2 separate regions of the Sus scrofa genome follow, and region 1 is linked to region 2. The links are chromatin contacts, called in public Hi-C maps. All regions are on one chromosome and are shown on one strand. The core of a region is the stretch at or near the end of the contact, and the rest is flanking DNA. Distances in the headings are between cores, read along the strand shown.

Region 1 (2,749 bases), core at 64-2,563, 370 kb after region 2:
GAAGTAAAGTTTTAGGCCAAGAGGCAAAGGTTTCTGGAAACTTTTTGGTGCTCTCTCTCTTATTCACAATGTGAATATGTGTGAAATATGTGTGAAAATGTCAGGAGAGCAAAAAGGGACAAAGTATCTAAAAACACCAAGGGGATGGGGCTGGGGGCAGGGGTGTCAGTGTGAGGAGCAGTGGCTCTCTGAGCTCCTGGAAACTGAGCTCACTCTTCACCACCCCTCATCCCTCCATCTCCCCTGGCTGCTCCCCAAGAAGCACAAGGACGCAAATGCTTTATTCAAAATGAAAAGAAACCTTCAATTTTAAAGTCCTTTTGACTGTCCTCCTTTCCAGATCCTTATAAACAAATCACCATGCCAAAGGTACAGTCAAGTCCCTGTGTTGCTAATGTTCCCATAATCATTAGCAGAATTGCAAAATACTTTACTTTCAATTTTAAAGATTCTCCCAAGAAGAGACACTATAAACAGCTGACTGGGGAATTAAAATAAAAAAAGATAAATAGGGAGTTCCCATTGTGGCTCAGTGGTTAACAAATCCGACTAGGAACCATGATGTTGACGGTTCAATCCCTGGCCTCCCTCAGTGGGTTATGGATCTGGCGTTGCTGTGGCTCTGGTGTAGGCCAGTGGCTACAGCTCCGATTCGACCCCTAGCCTGGGAACCTCCATATGCCGCAGGAGCGGCCCTAGAAAAGGCAAAAAGACAAAAAAAAAAAAAAAAAAGGCAAATAGGATTGTTTCCTGATAAAATAATTTAATGGATTTTTTTTTGAAGGGAAAGGGAAGTGCCAAGTATGTGTTTCTAACATCCTAAAACCGAAAAATTATAAGCCTCAAAACTAATCTGTAAATCCTCAAGTTTTTCTTTAATTTTTGTAAGAACACCTCTCCCTTACAGTAAATGTCTCTGAGCAGGCTCAGTTGTGACCATTCCTCTATAGTTACAACAGCCAGATGTTCTTTTGGTAATATTTATACCCATACATAATTAACATAACCCACATTCAATATATCAGCAAATACCATAGGCTTTATCTTCCCCCCAAACAGACTATGAGTCTCACCACTTCTGCTCTTAGTCTGATCTCAGTCATCATCACCTGTCTTTAGGTTACAAGAGCCTAGTTACCCTGCTTGCCAATCTACTCTCTTCAAGTGGTCAATCTTGAAAGAAACTAACAAACAAGCTGAGCTGCCCTGATCAGCTCTGCTCCATCCCTGTAGTTCGCTCTGATCTCACCTCATCAGCCTGTACTCTAAGCACATCATTTGTTATATTCCTTGTCCTTTTTTTGTTTTTTAATGGCCCTTAGCTCTACTCGACATATTATATAAATACCTGTTTATTGTCTGTCTGCCTTCATGACAAGGATTTATCACTATCTGCTTCCCTCAACTAGAATGTGACTTCTGTGACTGAGGGAGTTTCTTTTGTCCACCTCTGTATCACCAAGGTTTAAAACAGTAAGAGATAATGCATAAATATCTATTGAATTAATTAAATTGGATTTGTACAAAAAAGGCACCAGGTTTCACCAGTTTTGTTGTTCACTACCTCTTTGGGATGCTCTTCATTATAGTTACATATCCCAAACTTCAGAACTTTAAAATTAATTAAAAAGGGACTTTCATGAGTTCTGTGGTGGCTCAGTGGTTAAAGAATTCGATTAGGAACCATGAGGTTGCGGGTTCAATCCCTGGCCTTGCTCAGTGGGTTAAGGATCCAGTGTTGCCATGAGCTGTGGTGTAGGTTGTAGATGCAGCTCAGATCTGGCGTTGCTGTGGCTCTGGTGTAGGCTGATGGCTACAGCTCCAATTAGACCCCTAGCCTGGGAACCTCCATATGCCATGGGTGCGGCCGTAAAAAGACAAAATGACAAAAAAAAAAAAAAAAAGGGACTTTCACAGAAAAAAAGTGGGATTGTCAGTGTCTTGTATTAGACATACATTGTCAAGTGATAATTGCTGAAACAGAGAACTGTCTGTTGAAACAACATGCTTTAAAGGATTCCTGAGCAGATGATATGACTGAATTAAGGAAAGCCTATTTAACAAAGAGCATATTGAATTTATTAGACAAGGTAATAGCGATTTTGGAATTTTGCAGAACTGCATCAGCTATCATAGATCTTTATTCAATCTTACTATTACGCTGTTTTATTTTAAAACAACAACAAACTTGTGTTGTCATATCACAGTTCTACCATATTCTAATTTTGACGAGACCACAATCGCTGAGAGTAAAGAACACCATAGTGTCTTGCAATGGAAGAAATAATGTGTTAATACTTGTGTTTATCTCAAGAATGATAAATCTTGGGGTAAGACTAGGGCTCTGAAGGGAACAGTACCAGCTGATATCAACCCCAGTTAATACAGTATCTCCATATAGTTTGAGTGTGGGTAGGCAGTTAAGCAATTTGAATCAGGTACCACAGAAAATATATATTCCCACTTCATCAGATAATATACACAAACTTTGCTTCCTTATACCTGGGCAGTTAGCTTAACTCTATAGTATATCAAACGTATTCCATGTAAACATCTATTCTATTTAATACTCTGCCCCACAGCACCCTGATTAGCCTTAGATTCCTTTGTAAAGAATGATACTGCTTCATTCCCGAAGGTATTTGTTGTGTGGCATTGATTTTTATGGGGGGAAAGAAAACACTAACAAGCCTTTCTTTCCTTGCCTCTCACTCTTTTCTACCACAGAGTCAACCCGCATCAGCCTTCA
Region 2 (2,831 bases), core at 154-2,653:
GCTTTCCAGTCTCATAAATCACCATCAGGCATTTTTACCATTGTTTAATGTTTGCTCCCTAGAGAGATCATTATTATTTGGGACATAGAGTGTCTATATCATTTTACAATGTGAAAAGTAAAATATGAACACATTCTTGAAGGTAAGACAGCTTACCTCAAGTCATATCCCATGTCTATGCAAGAGAAATAAATAGAAACTTAGAAATTGTGATCCTTGTTTTTCTAGGGTGGCCATGTTAGACTACCCATATTTTCACTTCATCCTTCAGTGGGATGGATACCTTGTTGATAACTTTGTTGACCCTCTGTGTAGTCCTCCCGTTGACTTAGCAGTTGGCACAGATATGTCCTTTGTCTACTAGTTAGGTTTTGTGGAGAGTGATTTAAATAATGTTCATTCCAAATCTACATTTGTCAGGTTTCTACCCCTCTCTAGAAGCCGAGATAAAAATCAAAGACTAGGTGAAAACTTAAGTTCATTCCTGTTTTCCAGTTTTGAAAAAGGAGAGTTGAGGGGTAGAATGATTTTATTTTCCCTAGTTAAAAAAATGGAAGAAAAGGAAAGAAAAATCTTGCTGCTAGCATGTCAGTACCTTAATAATCAATAGGGGACACACCAATAGCTTCAGAACTGAGTATTTTTCTTTCTCGCCAAAGATGTGATTGATATAAGCCTCTGTAGATGCAAAGATGATTTTCAAACTCACTGCATAAGCCTGACTTAAGATAATTTTAAATAATGAAAACACATGTGATGTTAAAATAGCATTAAATATGAGTTAGAATTTGTTAGTGACAAAGGCCCTTTTAATGATGAATCTGGACAGGAAATGGTCATTAAAATCTAATCATATGCTTCTAATTGTGATGTAGTAATACTCTCTGCTGAAAGGCAATGTGATCAACTAAAGGAGATTGAGCAATAGTGGAATGGAAAAAGAATTAATAGCAGGCAGGGTAGTTTGAAACTTTTCTGAGGGCTTTTAGGAGAAAACATGTTGTAACCTGTTTTGCACTCGTAACCTAGAAGAACACTGATAGAAATTCGATGAAATAAAAAGTGGCAGAAATGGTTCCAGAAGTGGTGAGAAAGAGCCAGGATAAAAGACGATGGCTTTGCCAGCCACGCTGGCTGAAAGGTAGGTCCAAAAAAGAGACCTCACATTCCAAAGGCCCTCCCTTGACTCCGAGACCCACACTTTTCCCACTGCACCATGCACGTCCAGTAAATGTTGCCTAAGAAAATATTGGCTAAGAGGCCAATTTGGATTCGAAATTGGTTTGTCTGAAGCTAGAATTCACAGTTTTTACCACATCACTCTTCCTGCTCTAAAACCCTTCAGTGGCCTTCCTTTTAAATGTGCTGTGTAAACAAAGCGCATCATTCTTTCGGCATTCCATTGAGACTCCCTCACTCTCACCAGTTTCATCTCCCACTGCTTTCTACAGGAAGGGATCGCTGCATCCAAATCAGTCCATTGTTCAGCCTCTGTGCTCTTCTGCTTCCATATACTGTTACTCTGGATCTTCTCTCAAGTTGTTCCTCCATCTGGAACCCCCTCACTTCTGTCCTCGGTTTATTTCAATCTTACCCAATATTCAATGGTAAAGTAAAAAACGCACCTCTCTGTAGATGTTTTCTAAAGAGCCCAGCCAGTCCCCAGGTCTCATTTCCTTCTCTGGACACCTACAGTACAACCCGTGAAACCACTGATTGAATCTTTATTAGATTCTGCTTAGTGTTGTGTGCTATCATTCTTAGAAAGCCTCTACAACAGTGCAAAACCCCAAATCACACCAAAGTGCCTCCATTGTGAAGAATTAAATAAATAAGCTCTCATGCAATGTCACGTGTAGCAAATGCACCATACAGCTTATAGAGGGCTTTCACTTACCTCACCATGAAGTTTTGGATAAACAAGCTCTCAAACTCCCAGACTATAGAGTTTATAGAGGGCTTTCACATATAATATCTTACTTCACAGTGCCCTTGGAGGAAGGTCTGACAGATATTATGATCTTTATTTTACAGATGAGGAAGCTAAACTAAGGAATCATGAGTGATTTACTCAAGGTCACACTGACTACAGGGCAGCATGGGGATTTAGAGCCATTTGTTAATGCTCATTTGGCTTAATGGCTTTCTTCTTTCTGTACTTGATCATGTCAATTTTATAGTTTTAAACTTGTGATTCGGAGTTTGGATAGATTATTAAAATGACAGAGGAAAAAAATCTTCATACTAAGAGATCACAGAGATACAAAGCTAATAAACATAATAAAGGCATATGATTAATACTTTAAGTGACTTGGCAATTGTAAAACAAGAGCGAGCATGAAAGAGCTCTTAATGTTGAATTAAATCATGAAGACTAAGTGTGCCAGAAAGAGCAGTAAGATGAAAGTCTGGGAACTATGGTTCTGAGTTAAGTATGATTTAGGTTTTTTCTTAAATGTTCAATCGTGTACTGCAAGATGAAAGGACATATTATTCAAAATCCATTAAAAATTAGAAAAATATATGTTCACAAGATTCTGTTGACTAACCTGTTCCAGTGTTGAATTGCTAATATTCTTACCTGCAAGCTCTGAGCAGGCATAGTTCTGAGTATGTTTCATGGATCATCTACTACCTCTTACAACAGAGTTCAGAAATATTATTACCCCAACTTTTCAGAGAAACTGAGATGAGAACAAGCGTTGATATAGGTGAGTTCTTCAACATACACTCCCTCACCCCTAAGCCCAAGCTAAACTCTGTATAATCACCCTTGGAGTAAGGAAAATCTGAATCCAATGATTTTAGTACATTTTCAGTTAAAGTAAATA

The links. A called contact is a pair of places that touch in the nucleus more often than the background predicts.
Region 1: a Hi-C map of fetal heart ventricle shows a contact between it and region 2, with 6 times the contacts expected there. The contact joins two enhancer-like sites. A contact is called at or near these places in 2 of 47 Hi-C or Micro-C datasets (fetal heart ventricle and heart right ventricle) and 1 of 2 datasets of contacts at active chromatin or transcription factors (alveolar macrophages).

What each region holds. Positions count from the first base shown.
Region 1 is chr1:40,995,173-40,997,921 of Sscrofa11.1, forward strand. All of the region lies in intron 1 of GJA1 (gap junction protein alpha 1), which reads right to left. Among named protein-coding and RNA genes, the nearest start is that of GJA1, 5.6 kb to the right of the region's middle. Within about 2 kb of position 1,314, at least 9 of the 83 cell types and tissues checked have an H3K27ac peak or open chromatin away from gene starts, as enhancers often do.
Region 2 is chr1:40,626,673-40,629,503 of Sscrofa11.1, forward strand. The region is part of intron 1 of LOC110260218 (a long non-coding RNA gene); the gene reads left to right. Among named protein-coding and RNA genes, the nearest start is that of GJA1, 370 kb to the right of the region's middle. Within about 2 kb of position 1,404, at least 11 of the 83 cell types and tissues checked have an H3K27ac peak or open chromatin away from gene starts, as enhancers often do.